Linked DNA regions of Sus scrofa: region 2 is linked to region 1. A link is a contact called in public Hi-C data. All regions are on one chromosome and are shown on one strand. The core of a region is the stretch at or near the end of the contact, and the rest is flanking DNA. Distances in the headings are between cores, read along the strand shown.

Region 1 (5,905 bases), core at 2,564-5,063:
CGGATGCTGTGACATGGGGATAAAAGAGCTCAGAGCTGGAGAGAGTCCCTAACTCCACTTATTCGTGAAGCCAAGAGTCCTCCTCTCCCAGGTTATAAGAACTAGGAAATTCCTTTTAATCGGAATCTGTTACTTGATGCTGAAAAGGTCCCAAGGGGCGGTTAGGTGAACCCAGTAACTAGAATCTAATTCATGAGGTTGGGCCCCGAAGTCAGCAACACAGGTAACCGCTGGAACATTAAAATACATTTTATGACTATTTCTGGAAACAAATGCTTTCTGAGAAAGAGGATGCTTCTGCCGAAGGCCTAAGATAACCTGCATCCCCAGCAACCCCCCTCCCCGGCAAAAAAAAACCCCAGAAACATCCTAAAATTAGATTAGGGTGATGGCTGCACAACCCTGCAGGTACCCAAAAAAACATTAAACTGCACACTTTATTTTTTTGGTCTTTTGTCTTTTTAGGGCTGCACCTGTGGCACATGGAGGTTCCCAGGCTAGGGGGTCGAATCAGAGCTACAGCTGCCGGCCTACACCACAGCCACAGCAATGCCAGATCCGAGCCACATCTGCAACCTACACCACAGCTCAGGGCAATGCCCGATCCTCAACCCACTGAGCGAGGCCAGGATCGAACCTGCAACCTCATGGTTCCTAGTTGGATTCATTTCCGCTGTGCCACGACGGGAACTCCTAAACTGCACACTTTAGATGGGTGAACCATTTGGTAGTTGTGTTGCATCTTAGCAACGCTGTTTGCCAAAAAAAAAAAAAAAAAGCAAGTACACATGCCAGGCTCCTCAATCACCCTGCCAGGATTCAATGTAGGGAAGGAACGAGGAGGCCGCTTGCGCAGGTGCGTCTTCTCAAACAAGCAGCCATGGAAGCTCCACAGGCTCCTCTCCTCTCGGTGCAGGCAGATGCCCCTGACACGTAATTTCAATGCCATATGCAGATGCATCTGATGAGCGGCCCCATCTCCCATTACTATGCAGCACTTTGTAATAAGCTGCGGTTCCTGCCTGCCTGTTTTCCCAGGGCAAAATCCTTCTGTCTGATTTCCAGCAGCCTGGCAGCTGCAGGGGGAGATCAGCCTTGCCTCTTCCATGGAGGCCCACCTGACAGGTCCACCCCCTGCTGCCACAGGACTCCAATCACCGAGGGCTGATCAATTTCAATCAAGCAGGCACCCTTGGACTTCATCTAAAGGCCCCTTCCAAAAGCCGGCATGAGGAGGCAAAGAGAAGGGCGGAAATCAGGACTGATGCTTCGGGTTTGGGGATTTTTTTCATTTTTGGTGGTGAAGAAATTGCATTAAAGCAGAACAAGTGCTTATAGCAAGAAACAGTCTCTCACTGCTTTGTCCAGTCCCAGATTGATCTTCAGGGACCTGGAAGCCGTGATCCTTACACCACCTGGCCCCCAGCGCTCAATGAACTCCAGTACCACTCAACAAGTGTGAATGTGCCTATTCTCCAAATAAGCCCTTGACCTCTCTTCTGAGGAGGCATTTCCGTATTTCAAACAGCCCCCGCTGTGGTTTTCCTTTAACTGTAAACAGAGATAAGCGACTATACCAGCAGTACAGCACACAATCAATCAGGCCAGTATATACTGGGACGAGCCACAGCCATACAACGAAATGCTGTACACGACTAACACAACCAACAACTCCATTTTTACTGTGCATTCAGCAACACTCTCAAAATGTATTTATTTCCTCTAGTCCTAACAAAAGAGGGAAATCCTGTACACTCCATACTACAAAGACTACCACATTCTGGCACTAATTACCGAATGGATCCCTTTAACTCCAAGAAAAGGTAAATCCCCCCAGTGGAATTTTAAAGTGTGTGGCTCCTAAGCATTTCTCTCTTTTTTGTCTTTTTGCCTTTTCTAGGGCCACACTCAAGGCATACAGAGGTTCCCAGGCTAGGGGTCCAATCGGAGCTGTAGCCGCCGGCCTACACCACAGCCTCAGCAGCGCCAGATCTGAGCCGCATCTGCGACCTACACCACAGCTCACAGCAATGCCGGATCCTTAATGCACCGAGCAAGGCCAGGGGATCGAACCCACAACCTCATGGTTCCTAGTCGGATTCGTTAACCACTGAGCCATGACGGGAACTCCTAAGCATTTCCTCTCTTTTAAAAAGAATCACTCATGGGCACCCAACTCACAAAATCAAGAAATTATTTAGGAAAAAAAAAAGTTCCCATCATGGAAACGAATCCGACTAGTATTCATGAGGACGTAGGTTCGATCCCTGGCTTTGCTCAGTGGGTTAAGGATCTGGCATTGCCATGAGCTGTGGTGTAGGTCGTAGCTGCATCTCAGATTTGAGCACTGGCCTGGGAATTTCCGTATGTCACAGGTGTAGCCAAAGAAAGGGGAAAAAAAAATACACACAAATACCACCTTCACTGGAAAATTTTAATAATCACATTATCAAGATCTGCCCAGGAGTTTCCCTGTGGTGCAGCAGCTTAAGAATCTGGCATTGTCACTACAGCCGCTAAGACTGCTGCTGTGGCGAGGGTTTGATCCCTGGCCCAGGCACTTCCAAAAATTAAAAAAAAAGATCTGCCCAAATTCAACCAGCATATTTTACATGGTATTTTCTGGACTATATGTCTACCATAGCATGAGAGGCTACAAATGTATAAAAGCCCCTGAGCACAAACAGGAAGCTGGAGTGGCAGAGACCTAAGAAAAAAGAACAGTGGGGGGGGGGGAGGAGGCAAGAATTTTAGATGCTGTAAATAGAACATCTGACACCAATACGAACCATGAACTACTCAGATCTGAAATAATGACAGTGGTTCTTAAAGCAGGCGTGAGGTCTCGTGACATGAACATATGGTAACATCTTGTGTAACAGCCCAGAGTCCATTTCTGCAATCAGATCTTACTTAATTCCATACACTGTATGACTTCGAAACATGAGCATATGTCAAATCTGAAAACTCTGCCACAGTGACGTGGATGGGGGGGGGGGGAAGAGGAGGGAGATCTTTCCAGCAAATGGAATCGACCCTAACCCTAGGGGCTGGCCAGAGAGCTCGCCACAGTGTGAGACAAGACCTGTGTGTGCATCTCTGAATTTGTCTCCTCCTCTGAGTAAAACTGGTTTGGTGTCACATTTGTACCTGCATTAAGGTTTTCCCCGCTGAGGATCAGTCTTCTCACTGGTTTGTCACCTCTTTCAACCCATGCCCCTCCAAAGCAAATAAGGAGTCTGTTTTCCGAATAAGGAGCCCACACAAATCTCTCCCTTGACACGCTCCTTGGTGAAGTGGAAAGAGACGATGAACAGAGAGCGCTCTCTTCAAGGTGTGCCAAGAGCAGGAAGAGGCACACCTGTGAGTTCGCTAATTTAAGTGGAAATCTTACTTACACTTCTTCTGTAAAAGGATTCCACCCCATCCACTACGCTTCAGAAGCAGGCTGTAAGCGACTTCCTTACGTACAAAACTCAAAGCAATCAACTGCTTCTCTGACAACCAAGTACAACAATTCAATGTGCAACCGAACATGTCCACCTCGTGCAGGTGAGAGTCAAGTTCATGGACACCGAAGTCAGTGTAGTGGTGTAGTGACTCGTGTGCACCGAGATAAAATAAATCACACAATATCCCGTAAATGACCAACACGCACAGAACCCACAACTGATGAGGGCTCTGCGGAGCCCTCTGGAAAGTTCTTCCTCACCTCCCCGGGGCTACAAGGCTCTGGGGCTGCGCTAAATTCAACACTGTCCTTCAGGAAGGAAGCCGAACAAACGGCAGGGCCTCACGTGACCTGCAACACACTTGCCAGATAAGAAACCACGCTGAGGTGCTGATGAGAAGTTTCTCAAGTTTCAGCCTCTCCTCTATCTTGAACCCACACTGGCTCCCCCACCCCACTGACCAAGCCCATTTCTCCCCGGGCTCTATTAGTCCTGCAAACTCTAAACCCAGACGTGTTGTAACTCCCTTGCTTACTGTACAGCAACTTTGATCCACTTTACGAGACAGGCCCAGAGGGGGGCCTCCCAGAGACAAGAGGAGTAAAGCAACTCTACTCCAATGTAAAATACAATTGAAATTAAATTGAAAAAAATAAAACTGGTAACTAATTTAAATTAAAAAAAAAAAAAAAAGAACACGGGAGGAAATGGAAACAAGAAAGGGATTTCCTGATGTCACCAAGTCAGCCTTTCCATCCTCTACCTGCTTTTAAACTGACTCTTGTTCTGTTTTTAATGGTTTTGTTGTTTTTCAAACTAGAGGCTCCCCCTACGTTTTCACAGGTGGCTGGTTGATCAGCATTACTGCAACTCTATGTTTAAAAGCAGTCCTTCCTTTTTCAATATTTTAAAACTCGCCACATAGTTTGCTCCAGTCACTGGGAAAGGACCCACTAAATATAAAACTTCATTTTTCAACCCACGTAAATCTACCTACGCCAAGTGCTAGGAGCTCAAGCACAGCCTTATTCTCTGCTCTGTTTTCACATCCGAGGTTCTCCCTATCAATAAATTTCCATTTTTACAACTAAATAACCCACTCTTTGAAGAAGCAAGCTGTATCCTGTTTTATATTCTCCAATGTCAAAATCTGAAAGTCAGCTGAGACAATGCTATTTCACCCCCAGTTGTAAAAATCCATAGGTATTCAGGCTGCTGTCCACATCACAGAGACAGAACCCGTGGTAAGGGCCTGTCCAGGGCATGGCAGGCAGTGGCCTGCTGTGTGCCAAGGAAATTCAGAACAGACCAGGAAAGAGCAGCTGCCTACACAGCTGGTAGAGCTGACATTCCAAACACACAGGACCAGAAATCAAAGAAGCCTCTTAAACGTGGAACCAAAAAGATGAAACTAAAGAAAAACAAACATAAGGTGGTCCACTAAGGCAGGAAAAGCTCACACATGGACACAGCGGGATGTCCATCAGTGCCTGGACAGCGTGCCAGTCACACACACACAGTGGGGTCTTCAAAGGGAGGCATCCTTATACAGAGACAGTTTCCATTTCTCCCTACAGCTCAGCCCTAGATATCAGACCATATCGCCAACCACATCTTTCCACAGGAATGACGTTAACATTATAAAATCAAAGGGTTATATCCCAGCAAAAGGCACCAATAAATAGTAAGGACGACGTGGCACAAAACCTATGGCATAGATACCATCCCTCTAAGTAATTAATACACAGTGATAAAAATCAGAGTCCCCATTGTTAAGAACCCGAATAGTATCCATGAGGTTGAGGGTTCGATCCCTGGCCTCGCTCAGTGGGTTAAGGATCCACTGAGTGTTGCCATGAGCTGTGGTGTAGGTCACAGGCTTGGATCTGGCGTTGCTGTGGCTGTGGTGTAGGTGGCAGCTGCAGCTCGGATTCAACCCCTGGCCCAGGAACTACCATATGCCACAGGTGCACCAGTAAAAAGGGGGAAAAAAGTGACAAGAATCAAACCATAAAATTGAAATCTTGTATTAGAAGTGACCTTGTAGATCACAGGGTCTAAGTCTCTCCTTCGCCCCGTCCGGGAAATGGGAACCCAGAGGACCACTTGCCCACGTCAGGGATCTAGTTAGAAGCCAACTGAGGAACAAAGCCAGGGCTCCTGCCACCCAGGCATGCGCTCCTAGACAAGCTTTCCTTCTTTACAAAAGTCCCTGAAAACAGACAAAAAGCATATTATATTATTATTTATTGTTCTTACATACAGTTTCCAAAACAGCACGTGAATAAAAATGTTAACTCCCATAGAATAGTTTATCTGCCAACAATGTCAGTCATGAGGAATTCTGTATCTGTGTGCTTGTTATTAGCTACCATTTTTAAAATTTTATTATATATATAGTTGGTTTACAATGCTCTGACAATTTCTGCTGCACAGAAAAGTGACCCAGTCAT
Region 2 (5,386 bases), core at 2,004-4,503, 62 kb after region 1:
CACTTGTGGCTCGGTGGGTTAAGGATCTGGTGTTGTTACTGCTGTAGCTGTGGTTACAGGTGTGGTACAGGTTCGATCCCTGGCCCGGGAACTTCCACATGCCATGGGCACAGCCAAAAAAAAGAAAACCCTCAAACTGAAATGCACCTATAAACATTCTCTTTTCAACAGGCTCTATGACACACATGCGGTAACTCTGTCTGAAAAAATGCAAAATACTTTGAAAAGAATTCCCTAAAAAAAAAACCTCTTTAGAATGCTCTGCAGTTTGCGCTCGCGCATACACACAAGTAGCTTAGACAGATAAATACAGACAGACCCATATACATCCTCACGTACCCCATCCAGGCACACACAGGGTAAAACAGTCTCTAAAAAACACACATATAGGTAGTGATGGAGTGTTTAGAAAATTATTTTGAATATCAGTTTCACTTTCATTATAGTTTTGGTTAAAACAGCTTAGCTATAAATGCATCAGAGTACTCCAGAGAAAGTTTCTAAATTCTAACATTTTTTTTTTACCAAAATGAACCATTATAAACAAAACCAGAAATTAAGAATTATATAAAATAACCTTGGAACCTATAAATAAAGTCATTAATTCTATCAGAGGCTTTGACATTTCCATTTCTGAGCACAATGACAAAAGTTTCAACTACTGCTGCAACAAATGAAAGTCTATAATTTCCTTTCCTTTCCATCTGGGTTGGCTTCCAACACTAAGGGGGAAGAGGTAGAGGCCACGACTGGGTGAAAATGCAAATATGTATAGATAGACACCAGCGCTTCTCTACAGGGGCACATCTGCTCCCCGGGGACATTTAGCAATGTCTAGAGACATTTTTAGATGGCATGGGGAAGGGGGTGGCACAGGAAGTGCCCCTGACATCTACTGGGTGAGGCAGAGATGCTCCAACTGTTTGACATCCTACAGTCTCCAGGACCGCCCCCCACAATAAAGAATTCTCAGGCCCCAGATGTCACCAAAACCTCTGCTGAAAACTCAGGTATACACACATATGACTATACTGTATTTTTTAAAAGTATGCCAAATGTTAAGTGTAGTTCTCTCAGAAAGAACTGAAGGATTTCTCGTTTGCTCTTTTTTCCTGTTTTTGCTTTTGTTTTTTTAACAACACACACCTGCTCTTTACAATCAGGGAGAAAATGCATTTAGGAATAAACTTTTAAGAGAAGGACAGACTACCTGCTGCCCATCCCAACAGGGCTTTTTCTCCAAGGCCTGGTCTCCTTCAGCCTGCTGGGTCTAGGGAAATTTTTCCTCTAAAAATCACCTCTCCACCTTGACATTGTTATTCATTAGCCCCGGTTAAAATGAATATTCCAAATATCTCAAAAGCAGCACTCCAAATGCTTCGCATTGGAGGGAGAACACTGAAATGTAAAACTGCACCGCCTCCCAGGGAAGTTATAGTTAGACATCCTGTTTTCTAAACAGCCACATGAGATAACATAGAATTAAGTGCTGCCACCAATGCGAGAAGTAACGAACATCTTAAAAGTTACGGGACACAAGCTGGGACCATTCCCTTACAATACAAACCACTCCCCCTCATGCATTTGGGGTCACTGCTGAAAAAGTCAACAATATCATATTTAAACGTGCACATCTTCCTCCTAAAAGTTCAACCTTAAACACAAAAGCTCTAGAGCACTCTATTGCAGCGGTAAACCCTGGAGAATGCCAGAATCCCAACAAACTGTTAGTAATGATTTTCCCACATGCAATCATTAGATCACATAAGGGGGAAAAACTCGAAACCTGAAATTCAAGTTCTTAACAAGAGGGAGTATTCTAACACGAATTAAAGGCACTTGGAAAAAGCCCAGGATTACAACCCTTTAAAGTCACATCTTCATCCCACAGCTACTGAACGCCCAAGGCAAGGAGCACGCACTAACATTTCTGAGACAAATATTCCATATTCCTGGTCCTCGGGCACAACAGAACGGCACACGGAGAGATCTCGGGCGCGGGGCCCTCGCCCACCTCGGACCAAAGGCGGCGGAGGGGCCCCCGCCCTTCCCTCCGCACCGCCGCGGCTGGAAGCGGCCCTGCTGAGGTGGCCTCGGCTCCCACCTCCTGAACTTGGGGCCGGCGTGACTCACGCCCTGTCACATGGCGCAGGAGGAGGCTGGGCCGGCCACCGCTGCCAGGTGTTCGGGCTCGGCCCGACAGTTTATTTGCCTGGCAAAGTGGCCCGAGCGCCGGTGCCGCTGGGGGGGCCGGCGGCCCCCGGGCCTCTCCTCCCTCGCTCCCCCGAGCCGCCCTGTCACCTGGCGTCCTCACCTGAGTGGGCAGCAGGAGTTCCCCTTCCTCTGCCTGCCACAGCTCCACCACGTTCGGCAAGGGCTCGATCGCTGCACCAACACCAAAAAACACACCGCGTTTTTAAGGCACGGAAAAGAAACGCTTCCTGTTTCCCGATCGTCCACCCCTGCACCCGCCGCACCCAAACAAGCCTCCCTTCCCCTCCAGAAGCGGAGGCCACCCGAGGAGCAGCACACAATGGAGCGGGTGCAAGTCGGCGGCCCCTTGGACGGAGAGGCTAGGACGTGCGGGGTCGGGGGCTCTGGAGCCAGGGGAAGCCACCCCGGGGGACCCCCGCACTCCGGCAGAAGCTGGGGCTGGCGTGCGGGACGCCGCCCGGGCGGTCAGGCTTGGGGAACAAAGCTGCAGGAAGCCGGGCCGCGGCTGGGCCCCGGCGCGCGCCACACAAAGCGGGGACTGCGCCCGGAGCACCCGGGGCCCGCGCACAAAGGCTCCGGGGCGCGCGCGGCTAGCGGTCTGCGACGCGGTCCCGGAGCCCCGCGACTTCCCGGCTTCCAGGAGGCGGGGGCGGAGGGCGCGGGAGAGGACGCCGCAGTGAGCAAAAGGTACCGGCCCGGAATTGCAACCGCTTTCCTGCCTCCTTTGCCGTCCCTCCCCTCGCCCTCGTAATAGACTTCAGCAGTTCCCCCAAAAGAAAGAGGAGGGGGGCGGGGTGGATAGGGAAGCCAGCGGAGCGGCGCCAGGCTGACCTTGTCCCTGAGCCCCTCCCGGGCGACAGCAGGGCAGAAGGACCTGGAAGACGCCCAGCAGGAGATTCACGGCCGCGGCGGTGCGGCAGTAGCAGCCGGGCTGCGGGCGTCGGAGCCCCGCCATGCTGCTGCTCGCGCTCCTCTCGGCTGCTCGCCGCGCTCGCCGCTCGCTCGCTGGCGCCGGGGCCGCCTCGCCCCGGGCCCGCCCCCGCGCCGCCCGCCCCGCCCGCCCCGCCCCGCCCCCTCGCCCCGCCCCGCGCCGCGCCGCGCCGCCCGCCCGCCCCGCGCCGTGCTGTGCAGCCGCCGTCGCGGCAGCAGCAGCTGCAGCCCAGCCTCTCCGGCGCGCTGCTGCTCCGCGCGTGTGCGCCATAGATAGGGAGGGACGGAACGCGGCGGGGCGCGGGGAACGTGGACAATGCGAACGCCGCGGCTGCTGCCCCGCCCGGCGAGGAGCACATGGCTGCGGGCCCGCCCCGCAGCGTCCGACGACCGCCCCCCTGCCCCGAGGCTGTGACTGGGGCTCTGCGAGCTGGCGGGAGGGGCTCCCCGGCCACTATCGCCCAGAACTTTGGGGTGGTTTCCGCTTTGTTTGCGCACACGGGCAGCGAGCGGGTTATTGCCCACGGGGATGGGAGCGGCGGGAGGTGGTGGGAGAGAGGAGTCGCCCAGCGAGACGCCCTAGACAGGATATTAGTGGAAATAATGCAGTGGTTGTCAGGAAAGGCGAGTGCAGCCACATGGCTACTGCCAGGTCTGCAGCGAGGATATCCGGTGGCTGCAAGGTCTGTAATTTAGAATAAAAAGAGCTCTCCCAAGACCCGAAAGGCTGACCTCAGCGCCGCGTGGCGGTGGTGCGCTCGGCACCCTCCGTGGAGACTGTCCAGTTTGTGACAGGTGGGGAAGCCTCTTCGAGGAAGTTTGTAGCTTAAAAGGTCCTGCATCTACTTCCCTTCGGATTCCTGTTGCAGAATTTAGCCAGCTTCTGAAACCTGGTTAAGGTAGAGGACTTGGCCAGTTGCCTGTCTGTAACATTAACAGGGTACTATAGGTGATACTTGGAAATGTGTTTTCTAACCCTTTTTGTTTGTTTGTTTGCTTGATCCCTGTAACCAAAAAGTACATCGAAGGTCTGAGATCTCTTTTAAGTTAATTTCATGCCTTTGCCAGCGGTATCAAGAGCAAGGGTTTATTCAGGAATCTCTTTACACAACCTGAAAGTATTGGCAATCTTAAGATATCTTTTGTTAACTTGCTGCTTCCAGAGGAGCTTGTATGGAATTCAGAGAATATGAACAGTGTACAAAAAGAAGGGAAGGGACCAGAGCACACCTGTCTGCTTACATTGAACCTCTATTTAATTGCTTCTGGTGCCTTCCAGTCTAGACAATGGAAAAGCCTTGGTCCAATAGCAGGACGGATGCAAAGAAGGACTAAATCAATGGTGAATTCTCCCTCCCTCTCAAGAACATAATACAGTGCTATGAACCCGGTCTCACACTGTCTGGGTATAACACTAAACAAGGCTAAATAGCCTAATTGCTTGGCTGAAACTTCAGTTTAAGCTTGTAAATATCCAACTCCAACACCTCCAGTATTCTCTTTGTCCCTTGCCTTTTTTCTGTGTTGCCTGCCAGCATCTACCTGTCCTTAGTAAGGATCTCCATTCTCATTCCACTACAGCCCTTTTTTTCTCATTTCATTGTTGTAGGTGTGCATTTGCCCCTTGGGCTTTGAAGGTTCTACTCTGTTAACAGGGCCTTCTATGACAAAGATACTTCTACAGCCCACTAAGGTAGTAACCATGCCTTCCAAGTTTGTTTTTACATGAAAGTTCTCTTATTGGAAAGTTCTCTCATTAGCCTATTTATTTCCAATATATATTCTTTTCTCATCTTTTTTTTTAGGGCCGCACCCATGGCATATGGAGGTTCCCAGGCTAGGGGTCAAATTGCAGCTGCAGCCACCAGCCTACTCCACAGCCACAGCAACACGGGATCCAAGCCACATCTGCAACCTACACCACAGGTCACGGCAACCTTGGATCCTTAACCTACTGAGTAAGGTCAGGGATCGAATCTGCGTCCTCATAGATCCTACTCAGGTTCGTTAGCCACTGAGCCATGATGGGAACTCCTTCCAATATGTATTTTAAAGTCCTCTTATGACTGCCTTACTTAGAAAGGAAAGCAAACAAACATTGACAGCCTTACAGACTCTATTAAATAGATTTAATAAAAGTCACAGTAGAAAACTTTTTTTTTACTATTTTTTAAACTATTTTACTTTTTATTAAAAGTCTTTATCACTCTAACCAGTATACCAGAATCAATGGAAAATGCCT

Evidence for each region. A called contact is a pair of places that touch in the nucleus more often than the background predicts.
Region 2: a Hi-C map of fetal liver shows a contact between it and region 1, with 2.4 times the contacts expected there. The contact joins the promoter of TMEM131L here to the enhancer-like site in region 1. A contact is called at or near these places in 1 of 5 promoter capture datasets (fetal liver), 5 of 47 Hi-C or Micro-C datasets (blood, embryonic fibroblasts, epiblast stem cells and 2 more) and 2 of 2 datasets of contacts at active chromatin or transcription factors (alveolar macrophages and skeletal muscle).

Annotation. Positions count from the first base shown.
Region 1 is chr8:75,578,603-75,584,507 of Sscrofa11.1, forward strand. All of the region lies in intron 3 of TMEM131L (transmembrane protein 131-like), which reads right to left. Among named protein-coding and RNA genes, the nearest start is that of TMEM131L, 63 kb to the right of the region's middle. Within about 2 kb of position 3,814, at least 25 of the 83 cell types and tissues checked have an H3K27ac peak or open chromatin away from gene starts, as enhancers often do. A contact at or near this core is called in alveolar macrophages, fetal liver and liver, where this site is marked.
Region 2 is chr8:75,641,616-75,647,001 of Sscrofa11.1, forward strand. It overlaps TMEM131L (transmembrane protein 131-like), which reads right to left and starts at 3,254. Exons shown (of 35, transcript XM_021101486.1): 1 at 3,046-3,254; 2 at 2,315-2,385. The coding sequence starts at 3,169. LOC102159783 reads left to right here and starts at 2,392. Exons shown (of 3, transcript XM_021101487.1): 1 at 2,392-2,901. The coding sequence starts at 2,534.